3 separate regions of the Mus musculus genome follow, and regions 1 and 3 are each linked to region 2. A link is a contact called in public Hi-C and promoter capture Hi-C data. All regions are on one chromosome and are shown on one strand. Each heading gives the region's core, a stretch centred on a gene start, on an enhancer-like site or on the middle of the called end of the contact. The rest is flanking DNA. Distances are from core to core; before and after follow the strand shown. Region 1 overlaps Rxra (retinoid X receptor alpha). Region 2 holds the start of Col5a1 (collagen, type V, alpha 1). Region 3 overlaps F730016J06Rik (a long non-coding RNA gene).

What was found. Promoter capture Hi-C pulls out the DNA fragments that hold promoters and counts their contacts. Hi-C and Micro-C count contacts between places; a contact is called where the count stands out from the background.
Region 1: a Hi-C map of uterus shows a contact between it and region 2, with 2.0 times the contacts expected there. The contact joins the enhancer-like site here to the promoter of Col5a1 in region 2. A contact is called at or near these places in 1 of 39 promoter capture datasets (the SN4741 cell line), 5 of 484 Hi-C or Micro-C datasets (cerebellum, nephron progenitors, neural progenitor cells and 1 more), 2 of 115 datasets of contacts at active chromatin or transcription factors (pancreatic cancer cells and stem cell-derived neural progenitor cells) and 1 of 9 other capture datasets (pancreatic islet).
Region 3: a contact with region 2 is called in a promoter capture Hi-C map of hippocampal neurons, with 2.9 times the contacts expected there. The contact joins the enhancer-like site here to the promoter of Col5a1 in region 2. A contact is called at or near these places in 3 of 39 promoter capture datasets (hippocampal neurons, liver and stem cell-derived epiblast-like cells) and 1 of 115 datasets of contacts at active chromatin or transcription factors (embryonic stem cells).

Annotation. Positions count from the first base shown.
Region 1 is chr2:27,689,306-27,693,110 of GRCm38.p6, reverse strand. All of the region lies in intron 1 of Rxra (retinoid X receptor alpha), which reads right to left. Among named protein-coding and RNA genes, the nearest start is that of Rxra, 14 kb to the right of the region's middle. Within about 2 kb of position 2,185, at least 31 of the 459 cell types and tissues checked have an H3K27ac peak or open chromatin away from gene starts, as enhancers often do. A contact at or near this core is called in uterus, where this site is marked.
Region 2 is chr2:27,884,490-27,888,740 of GRCm38.p6, reverse strand. Col5a1 (collagen, type V, alpha 1) reads right to left here and starts at 2,316. Exons shown (of 66, transcript NM_015734.2): 1 at 1,817-2,316. The coding sequence starts at 1,925.
Region 3 is chr2:28,097,485-28,101,160 of GRCm38.p6, reverse strand. It overlaps F730016J06Rik (a long non-coding RNA gene), which reads right to left. Exons shown (of 10, transcript XR_003953783.1): 2 at 1,156-1,361. Among named protein-coding and RNA genes, the nearest start is that of F730016J06Rik, 4.0 kb to the right of the region's middle. Within about 2 kb of position 1,795, at least 29 of the 459 cell types and tissues checked have an H3K27ac peak or open chromatin away from gene starts, as enhancers often do. A contact at or near this core is called in hippocampal neurons, where this site is marked.

The DNA of each region.
Region 1 (3,805 bases), core at 936-3,435, 200 kb after region 2:
ACTCTCGAGACCCTGTTGGGGCTACAGCCAGTGTGAGTCTTCCCTCCTAGCCCTGGAAACTCCTGCACTTCAGGATGGTTTTAGAAGCAGCCATCCCAAATGCCCCCTCCAGAGAAACACTTCTCCCCCATATGTACACAGCTCATTGTCCTCCCCAGTCCCATGGGGACTGCTCCTATCCCAGGCTACTGACCCATGGGCACCTCCTCTCCTGCCCCTGGGACTAGGACTCTACAGTTCTGATAGGCCCTCAGCCATCACTTCCTATTTTAGGCCCAGAACCAAGAGATAAGCCCTACTTCAACAACTCTCAAAACCACTCTAGAAGTGAGAGCCCTGGCCCCACACACAGAGATGAGAAATCAGAGAGGGAGATATGCTAGTCAGGTGCACGTGGTACCCAAGACACATATGCTGCCCAGGGTGTCCAGCCTGCTGATGGCTCCCACGGTCCCCAGGGTTGACATACACACTGCCTGGGGGGGGTGGGGTACATGTCGCCACGGCCCACTGATGGCTTACACAGCTCTGAGGCAGGAGCACCCTCATCTCCACAGGCCAAATGCCTGAGCCCAGGGCACCCATGGGCAGCCACATGGAAATCTGTAAGCTGATGGGCCTCTCCAAGAAAGACACACACACACACACACACACACACACACACACACACTGTGAGGTTCTGTTTCCTGGCCTTTAATCAAAGGATTACCTGAAAACCCCAGGACCTACACATGTAGGCTCTGCCAACACCACCACAGCCACATGCCCCATGTGGCTCACATTGAAGGGAAGCCACTACTACCACCTGTACCAGCACAGAGCCAACCAGAGCAAGAAGGACTAGGAGGGAAGCTAGAGAACTGTTCCTACTGGCCAAATGTCCCAAACCTGATGGGTGGTCTAGTACACAGACAGTAAGTCCAGCTATCACTACCCTGGCCATAAACTAAGCAGCTCCAGGGCTCAGTGACACCTCTGTGAGCCTCCCACTCCCTCCTTCCAAACCCACTGATATATGGAGCAACTCTCTCCCCAGAACTCTTAAGAGGTGGAAAGGCTTAGCAGGCTAAATCGAGAGAACTTAGTGAACCCAGGTGTCCATGAACAGCCTTCCCTGGGCCTGGGAGTCAGTGGCCTGGCTGTCCCTAGTGTGAGTGGAGTTCAGGATCCCTATCTGCCAGTCACCAGCATAAGTCCTGGTTATGCTGAAATGGCAGCTGACAGGTAGAAACCCTTACCCCAGGTTGAGCTTTGCAGGTCCCTAACACCGCATACACCACTGTGGGCTCTATCTGGGCCAGGGCCAGGGAAACAAAATGCATGTAAGCATTTTATAATAAGTCCAGCGGAATACCACCCTCACTGTACCCTACCTAGCCAGGCCTCAACTGGACACACTGCCGACACATTTCCCAAAGACCATGCCCCACCCTGCCACGAGCATACACCTCCAGCAAGAGCCGGAGAGGTGAGCAGAGAAACTGAGTCGGGCACTGAGGCTCATGCCTGCCACCACCCAGTGCCTGGAACATGAGAAGGGCAGGAGTCCCCGCCGCCCCCCCCCCCCCCATCCCAGCACCAGGTGTACTGTTCCCATGCCACACAAACATGCACATGAGCTCCTATCCAGTGTGTGAGGCTTGGGCCAGGAAGCCGGGTGGAGATTGGAGGGTGGAGCTCATCTAACCCAGAGTTTCTGAAAAGAGCCCACGAGGAAGTAAAAATAGGAAATAAAAATAAAATTGCTCTGGCCAGCCCCAGTTGTTTGTGAAGGAAACAGGGTATCTCCTTGCCTAGCAAGGCAAGCTGGCTCCAGTACCTCCCAGATACAAGACGTCCCCACCCCTGCTGACACCATAAGGCGAACCAGGCACCTGGGACCCAGCAGGAAGTGTTGAAAGGGGGAGTCCTGGGGTCCTGGATTCAAATTCTAGCGAAGCAGCGTCATGACTTCTCCGTACCACACGTGGCTTCAGACAAGGAAAGGCAGAGTTAGTAAACACTGTACCCCTCCAAGCTGGAGCCTCCTATAGCAGCCCTGCTCTCTTCCCCATCTGCAAACATGCCTGCTTTGCCTAAAGTGGACAGTTGAGAGAAAGGCACCAGAGAGCAGTCTTCCACGGGCAGCCTAGCTAGCCCTGGTCTCCCCCACCCGCACAGCCTGCCTGCAGCTCTCAGACCTAATTTCCTCATCACACAATGAGAGGAAGCCTTCCTTCCTACCCTTCCCTGCTGAGCCTTGCCAGCATTCACGCCAGGCTCCTTTATACTAAAGTGTGCGCAACAGACCCTGGCTTTAGGCCCTACTAACTTCTTTCCCTCAGGGCACAGACCTCCTTTGGAGTCAGAAAGCAGAGAAGGACCACTGGACCTTCGCTGGCACATTTTCCTCTCCCCTAGAGCATCAGGCACCTTCCGGGTCAATACTCAGAGACTGGTAGGGACTGCCGAGGTGCCTTCGAAAGGACATGTAGGTGCTGAGGATGACTAGGCCAAGGGACAGTAGAATCTAAAACACGACATGTCCCCATGCCTGGACACAGGTGTGCATACAGACACACAAGGACAAAACAGGAACCTCATGCATGAACACAGTTACACATAGCTACACACACTCATGGCCATGCACACTCACATGTGGACACTACACAGTCTCACACATGGTCATGGGTATGCACACAGACACACATACAGTCAAATACACAGGCAATACATGAACCTTATGCATGAACACAGGTGTGCACGACACACACAGCCATGTATGCTCACACATGGACAACAGACTGAACTTCATGTATGACACAGGTATACACATAGACACAAGCTTACATATGGCCATGTACTCTCCATATATAGGCAATATTCAGAACCTCCCACATGAACACGAGTGTGCATACTCATAGATATATAATACACAGAAGCTCAAAAACAGGCACATGTATAGAGACATGTATACACATGCCATGAACTCTCACAGGTAAATAATATACAGAATTTCATACATGGACACAGAGTGTACACAGTCAATACACTCTCACAGGTAACTTCATACATGGACACAGAGTATACACAGTCAATACACAGACCCACATGCGTAGACACACATATAAAGACATACACACATGTCACTATGCACGTTTATATATGGCTAATATAGAACTTTATAGATGAACACAAGAGTACATATAGACACACATACATAGCCATGCATACTCATGTATGGCTAATATATAGAACTTCACATACAGACACATCATGTTCAGTCACATATGGATGGTGCACAGAACCCATTAATATACACAAGTGCATACAGACACACATGCATGGCCACATATACTCAATGTAGCTAATACACAGAGCCTACACATGAGCACAAGCATACACACACATATAGCCATACACACTCATATGTGGATGGTACACAGAACCTCATATATGGACATGTGTATACACTCAGACACACACATGGCCATGCACACTCACATGTGGGTAATAGAGAACCTCACACACAGACACACCCTCAGACCAGGACTCAGACACACACACAGAGGGTTGGGCATCAACACAAGTGCCATCCACACACACAGAGTTCCGCATGCACACTCTGCCTAGCACCCAGTTGCACAAACAGCAGGAGGGCCCTGTGCTCATAGCAGTTTGGGCTCTAAAATCCCAGGGGAAAGTCTGAGGTAGCCAGCATGGCCTAGATACAGGCAGGAAGGCTAGAAGAGAAGACCACACACTACAGACCAGGTCCAGGCTTTCTGCCCAGTGGCTGCTGTCTGTAGACCCTACAAGCTAGCCA
Region 2 (4,251 bases), core at 1,067-3,566:
TGCACTTTCTCCTGACCTGTCAGCATCAAACGTGCACTGCTGCCCCTCTGGCCATGCACTGAGGGTGACTTCAAAGTGGGTCGCACCACAGGAGCAGAGGGGAAAGCTTCCCGAAGCCCACCCAGAAAAGCAGTTTCTTTATGTGCTTCTAAAAGTCAACTCTGTCCAAAGCAAAACAGCTAACAGCACAGCCAGGACCCAGGCAGCCCCTTCCAAATGGCCGCACCCTCAACAGCACAGGGAAGTGGGGCAGAGCATAGTAATAGAGTGACGAAGAGAGGTAGGTGGCCACAGGACAGGGCAGGGCTGGGACAAGGTACAGGGTGGACAGGGTGAACCCGGAACACCCAACCTATGCTAGTGGTAACCCCAGCTTCCCAGGCGAGAGGTCCACTGAAGGCTTCCCTCCTGGGGTTCTGGGGCGCACAGGGGAACATTGTGGGGGTATAGGGAAAAGAGAGGCTGACCTCTCTTGTCTCTCCTCCACACTTTCCTGAGGGCCTTCAGCATTCCCTACTGCTAGCTTAACCCTGGGAACTCCGGGGCAGTTGGTCCAAGTTCCACAAGAGTGAGCATCGTCAGCCCATGCTCTCCCTCGGTCCCCGCAGGCCCTGGCCCCTCCCATTTCCACTCTTGCTCATCCTGTGGCCACTGGACACTAATGGTGCCAGAAAGCAGGAGAAGAATATTGTAATTGGCCATGGGGGGTGGAAATGGATTCTCCTGCTAGTCCTAGTAACACCAGCTAAGCTAAGGAGAGCCCTGTCACTGCGCAAGGGCTGACCACTCCACCCGCTGTTCGGCTGCCTGAACTCTTTCTAACTGCCTTCGCCTCCCTGTATCAGCACATGCCTGGTGCCTTCCCACCCTGGGCTATGGTGTTTAAGGGCTCTGGGGAGGTTTATCCCACAACTAACTAACAAGAGTGATGCTGAAAATAATATGCCTGCCCAGACCTGAGCCTGAAAGCGCTGAAATACAGACAGGGACAATCCCAGTACCTCCCTGATTCTGCCCATTGGATCAGGGCTCCTTCAGAGAACCCAACCTGGCAGGAGTCTCACATCTGCAGATCATCTGAGAAGCTCCCAGCCCAGACTCCAAGGCCCTCTCCAGGCTTCCCGTTCATCCCATCTTTGGGCAGAAAGCCCAAGAAAACTACCTCTAAGGGGTTTGGAGGTTTGACGGCTAGGAGTAGGGCTGGCCTACCTCACAGGGCTCCCCAGTGCCCCTGAAGACTTGTCAGGGACTACAGGGAACTCTGTCCCCTGGGAATTGCAGAAACTTAGCTCAGACAAGCAAGAGGGTGTGTACAGAGGGAAGTCCATAGCTGGGGTTTCAAACTTCTGGGATCCCCCTCCACCCCTAGGCGTCCCTGAGGAACTGAATGGCCTTGACTCTAGGGGGCGGCCCTTTCCAGCTTTCAGAAGGAAAGTTTCTGCTTAAGGGCTGCGTGGGATGCAGCGGGTCGCCTGTGATGTGGGACAGAAAATGCGAGGTTTGGGGACAAAAGTGTGAGCACCTCTGCTGGGATCTAACACGAGGCAGATTCTTCCTTGACTCGACCAACAGCCCCACCCAGCAGGCCCGTTTGAGGAGGGGGCGGTACGCCGCGGGGATGGAGTTGGCCCGGCTCCCTCTCCTGGGCCCCCAACGAATGGTATTCGTTGTCTTGCCCGGTGCATTCCACAGGCCAAGGAGGAAAGTTCTGCAGGCTCGGAGGAGGCCGGCGGCGAAGGAGCCCGAGATGACAGCGGCGCGGAGGTTCTGCGCACCTCTTACAGTCCCCGAGGTCCGGTCCCCAGAGCACTCTTACCTGCGCGGCTCGAAGGCGGCGCCCACAGCAGCAGCAGGAACAGGAGTAGCGGCGAAGACAGCAGCAGGGCGCCTGGGCGCGCAGCTTTCCAGCGGGTGTGTACGTCCATGCCGGCGGGGTGCGCGGGCCGGGGAGCGGGAGACGCACACGATGCACGGGGACCAGAGACACGTCCCGGGTGGCGGACGCTAGGGGAGCACGACAACTTCAGGGAGTCATAGGAAGCTCGGCACCCGCCCGATCTCCCCCGCGGCGGTGGCTGTTCTGGAAGAGGCAGCGGGCGCGCTCGCCCACGGCGCAGGGATCGACTGTGGCCCGGGACGGCCGGGACCCCCTCGCTGGCTGCTCGCGCACTCCCTGTCCTCCTCCTTCTAGTCTCGTGGCCTCCTCACCGCTGCTGCCCCGCGACCCGCTCCCCGTGGGCGCTCCGCTGGAGTGAGGTCCTGCGCCAGCCGCGGGGACCAGGAGTGCGGACCTCGCCTTCGGCGCTGAGCACTTTTCCCCCCTTTCCCTCCCTCCCTCGCTGCTGGCAGACAACGCGGAGGCTGTGGATTCCCCCACCCCCCACCGCCCCCAACGCCCGCAGCAAATCAGAGCCCGGCGCCCCGCTCAGCAAGGCCGGTCCCCGCCTCCCACTGGGCGCCGAGGGCGAGGGGGTGGGGATAGCGGGCGAGTCGCGGCGAGGAAGGGGCTGGCCCGGGGCGGGAGCGGACGTGGGACGGGGCCGGCGCCCCCGTTCTTTCTCCCCGCTCTGGGCGGCGGCCTCCAAAACCTGATGGCCCACCCTGATCCTAGATTCTTCCCGCCTCAGGTACCCCGACCTGGCCAGACTCCAAGAACCAACGTTGAGGGACCCCCGAAGTTTGATCGCTGGAATTCAAAAGAGAGATTGCAGTACCACACAGAACTTTCTCTTTAAGGAGGAGTTCCGAGAGCTCCTCTTCTGGGCGGAGACTCAACTTGCAATTCAGCCAGAAGGGGCTCCCTAGACTATGACTGACAGGCCAATACAGCGCTGGGGACCTGCCTTCTACCTCTCCACAGACCAGACTGTCAAGGATGCCCAGAGGGGCCTTAAGTGAACAAGGAGTGACCAAGTTATTAATCAGGTGAAGGTCAGTCTCAGATCCCACCCCACCGCCTTACTGCTGTCCCTAGTGGCCCAACAACTCACAAGGAAAAGGAAGAGCCCCCTTCCAGAGCTGACAGCTGGAAAAGGAGAGGGGCTCCCAGCTCCCCATCTACAGCAGAGGGAGACAGGAGTTCTCCCAGACTTCTCCAGGCCTGGGAGGCCCTGCAAAAGCCTGACTCACTGCCCTGCCCTTCTCCAAGGGCTTCAGGGTTTGTTTAGAAAGAATCAGAGTGAATTAAGAAGGCTTTCAGACACAAAGCTATCGCTCCCTTTGAACACATTGCAGCCTGAAAGAATTTTGTAGTGATGGAGACCGGCCTGGGACATCTCTCTCCGGCTGCATCCTCAGGCTCCCTAGTTTCTCATTATTCTCCAAACAAGAGGAGAGTGGCAGTCAGGGTGCAGAGGCATTCATGGGATAGAGGCAGTCAGAGGGCAGAGGCAGTCAAGGGGCAAAGGCAGTCAGAGGGCAGAGGCAGTCAGGGGATAGAGGCAGTCAGGGGGCAAAGGCAGTCAGAGGAGTTGCTGGGATGGCCATGCTCTGGTTCTTGAATCTGAATGGGGGTGGCTAGTACTGACTTAATTCAAGCTTTGCTTAAGTGTGGAATGTACCTTATAGGGAACATCAGACAGTACACAGAATAGAGGAGGAAAGCTGGGGATGCAGCTCAGAGGCTGTGCACAAAGGTCCTAAATTCTATCCAGAGTACAGAGAGGGCAGAGGGAAACAAGCTTGAGTGGACATGCAGACAGACAGACAGACTCAGTCACAGTACAGTAAGAGTTAAAAGCCAGCTTGTACTTGTTATGGAATAATTATGTATGTGTGTAAGTTGTATAAATGATAAGATGTGTATGTGTGTGTGTATGAACACATGTGGGGGCATGTACATGCATATGTGTGTCTCTGTGTGTGTGCTGTGTATACTGTGTGCTTATGTGCCATTCCATTGGTGAGTTTCATGGGGATGAAAACCTCAGCCATCCGGAGGCTTTCACCAAGCTCACCTCCCCATCCCCAACCTGCATCAGGTCTACATATCAGGGGAGGTCTTTCTCCCATCCACAGACGGGGACGCTGCAAGTCAGGCGGGGTAAGGGGCTTACCCAGAGCACCAAATCAGCAATGCGCTGTGTCAGAGCCAAGATGAGTGCTGCAGCTGATCAGCAGGCACAGGGTTCTTCCCTCTTCGTGCTATAATACAGACTCAGAACATCTGCCTTCCAGCAGGTACACCCTAGGCATCCTGCTCAGGCTAAGCCAACCCATACCCAGCATCCTCCTGTGCCCAATTGGCATCTC
Region 3 (3,676 bases), core at 546-3,045, 210 kb before region 2:
GGCCAGTTTGGAATAGCCAAAATGGCTTTTCATGATGCTGAGAACTTTCTAGAATTTTCCAAAGAAGCTTCCACCCTGTTGGTACTGCCTGAAAGATCATAGGTTAGTGAGTTTTCAGTGGGTGTGTCATTTGAAGATAAGAACACTACTGTGTCTGGTGCAGCAGCCAGGGCTATGCGTTGAGGCCTAGCTCTCTTCTCCCTCAGCTGTACACAACCCGCTGGCCCTCGGGCTGATTAGCACGGCAAAGTGTACCGAAACACAGCAGGTTGTCATTGTGGTCTGTACTAGGGAAGCAACCTAGAGCAGCTCAGCCTGTTCCTGTCTGTCCATACAGTCCTCTAAGACTAAGATGGCAAGTGTGCCCCCAGAGCTGGGTAGGGGCCCGTATGTCCTGGTGTCTAGAGGTGAGCTGACTGCCTTCTGTGGCTGCTACTGAGCATGTGCGGCATTGCTTCAGGGAGTGCATCCAGCTTGTTCTGGCCTGAGGGAAGCTTCTGGTGGGATGGAGTGCGGGTGGTAGACGAAGTGTGTTGGAGAGTGTACTCAAGATCATGAATGTGCACACATGTGAGCCTGAGAGAGTGCATGCGATGAATTCATGAGCATTTATGAGCTGTGAGCGAGTGTGTGTGTGTGTGTTGTGAGCCAGTGAGCATATGGGTTGTGAGTCTCTGGAGGTGTGTGCTGAGTCACGTGTCTGTAGGTGCATCCTTTCGTGAAAGTGCCAGTGGTCTCCATCAGAAGAGAGCAGAAGTTGGATCACACACACCCCTCCTCTTCAGCCTGAGGTTTGAATGCAGCCCAGTTATGCCAGGATGAGCCCTCTCATCTACAACACAGGTCCTATCTAGACCTGTCTGCTAGATGTAGTTTCCTGATGGTCCTAGCCAAGGGGCTCAGAGAATAAGAAATGACACCCACGGGCTTCATGTCTGGCTGGACCTCCTAGCACCCTGCATGTGTCTTCCATATCTTAGGGAGTGGTACTATTCCTGGGCATTGGGGTCCTTGGTCACAGCTGCTCCCCCATAAGCATACCAGAGACTTTACCTGCTCCTCCCCAGCGCCTAAGGAATTCTATTTTTTACTTCATTTCAAGGCAAGGGAACTGAGACTGGAGATTGCGCACCAAGTTTTGCAGTAAGGGCCTACCTGCCACTGCCAGGGATCGGTCTGTCCAGAGTGCAGGGCAGCCTGTTTCAGTTGGGTTCAGAGACTGTAGCTTTTCCCATCTCCACTCTCCAGCACACCCAGAGAAAAATCACTGCAGGCCAGGGGAGAGTGAGCCCCGGGGGCACACTCAGGTCATAGTGGGTGGAGACGTGTTTGCAGCAGACATCTCTCAGCCTCAGTTTCCCCTGTGTGAAACAGATATTTGGGTGTGAGCCTTCTTGTTATCAGAAGGTCATTCAGAGAAGAACGCCATCACGGGGAAGGCCGAACTCAGAACAGCTCCTTCCACCCCTGCTCCCCAACCTCTCCCACTCTGGGCAGCTTCCCACCCCCTGCTCACCTACGGGTCACCTTTACGCTTGGTGTCAGGTGTGAAGCAATCAGCCCTGTATTTTGTATTGCATGGTGGGAGTGCAAAATAAATGTTTAATTTATCACTAGCTCCAGGAACAGGGAGAAAAAAATAATAAAAATTCTGTCTCAAGCACCTAGAACATATTATTTACAGCCCCAAACTTTCACAACAATTTGAATGCAAAGCAGGATGGGCTGTATTTATAGCACGATGTCCCAATTGCAAAAGAAGGCGTCTGCGAGCAAAACAGCACTTTCCTTTAAACTGCTCGCTGAGAAACCGGGGAGAGGCTTTGCTTTCCCAGAGAGGCTGCGCACTGAAAATGTGCAGGTACCCAGGCAGAGGGAACAAAAGCGATGAGAAAGGGCGGCGGGCAGGCGGGCGTTGGCAGCCCCCACCGGCGGAGCTGGACTGCTTTCTTTTCATTTAAAATAACATTTTTATTGATTCTTATGCAGGTCCCTGTGAGGGTGGGAAACTGACTGATGCCTCCAGGAGAAACAACTTGGGAGAAAGCCCTTGGTGGTCCTGGTAGCGTATTGTCTCCACCCAGGTGTGGGAGGAGTCAGAGGAACCCAGCTGACTCAGTTTCCCCTCTCTTAGGAACTGAAGCAGCTTCTCTTTCCTTGGGGCTGAGATGATTAATGAGGAGCCGAGGAGAGCTTTGAAGATGAAAAATCTCCCCGCTGTCCCAGGGATTAATCATCGTATAATATAATGCATGTTCCATAGCACTGTGGCGACTTAATTACCTACAGTCACCGAAATTATTTTCCTCCCGCGCCTCCCAGGAGAAATGGTCCCCCCTGTTTTGAGCCCCAAAGCCACAGCCCAGATTCTCAGCGAATCAAAGCTTCCCAGTTTCCCGCAGCCACAGAGAAGCTGAAGGCTTCCAGGGATTGAGAAACAAAGGCATTCAAGTAGAGATGCCTCAGATAGATCGCAATAGGGGGCTGGGGGGCAGGGCAGGGAAGGGAAGGGGACAGAAGTGGCTCTTTGTCACTTGAAGAACTTGCCTATTCCCTTCAAGTCAGTGAAAGTGTCCTTGGTCCCTCACAGAGATGCACTGGTGGGCAGGGAGTACGGGTTAAAACCCCCCTCCCCTTCAGCTGGTCAGCCTCTGTTCCCAGCCGTGGCCAGTAAGACAAGGGACTGTCTCTATTGACCCTTTCTGAGATGATGACCACTGGGTGTCCATTCTTGCTTATCTGGGGGCTTGCCATTGAGCTGTGTGGGCCAAAGCCTATACCGTTTAGTTTGTATTGTCAACTTGACACAAACCAAGTCTCCCAGGAAGAGGGAACCTCAAGCAAGAAATTGACTGTCAGATTGGCCCATGTGCCTGTGTGAAACACATTTTTTTTGATTGTTTCTCCATGGATTCTACTTCCTGCTCCTGCCTGGAGTTCCTGCCCCGATCCATCAGTCCTCAGTGATGGGCTGTCGCCTTTAAGCTGAAATCAAGCCCTTGCTCCTTACATTGGTTCTGGTCACGGTGTTTATCACAGCAACAAACATCAAGGTAGAACCAAGGGCTTTCTCATCTGTGAATGGCACCCTTGGGCTGGCGTGCTTGGATGAGGGAGCTCAGTGGGTTGGAGACAGGTTGAGAGTTCACTTTGTGGCCATTTGTAATGCTTATCTTGACCTCACTGTGACCTTCATTCCTGACAGAAACCATTTGAAGGATGACAATTTTTAAAAAATTTATATATGCTAAGTACACTGTAGCTGTCTTCAGACACACCAGAAGAGGGCATCGAATCCCATTACAGATGATTGTGAGCCACTGTGTGGTTGCTGGGAATTGAACTCAGGACCTCCGGAAGAGCAAGCAGTCAGTGCTCTTGACCACCGAACCATCCCTCCAGCCCAACGGATTGTCCTTGACTCAGTGTTTCAGTGAGTTTCCACCCGTTGTGGCAGCAATGACTCAATCCGTAGCAGCGGGAGCTTGTGGAAGAACTGTCCACATCACAGATGGCCAGACTCTCCCAAGAATCTGCCTCTGACAACCCATTTCCACCTACCCAGCTCCCCTCCTAATGGTCCCGCCTCCTCCCAAAACAGGGCTACCAACTGAGGACTCAGAGTTCAAACCATGAGCCCATGGGTACATTTCACCTTCAATTCATGGCACCATCC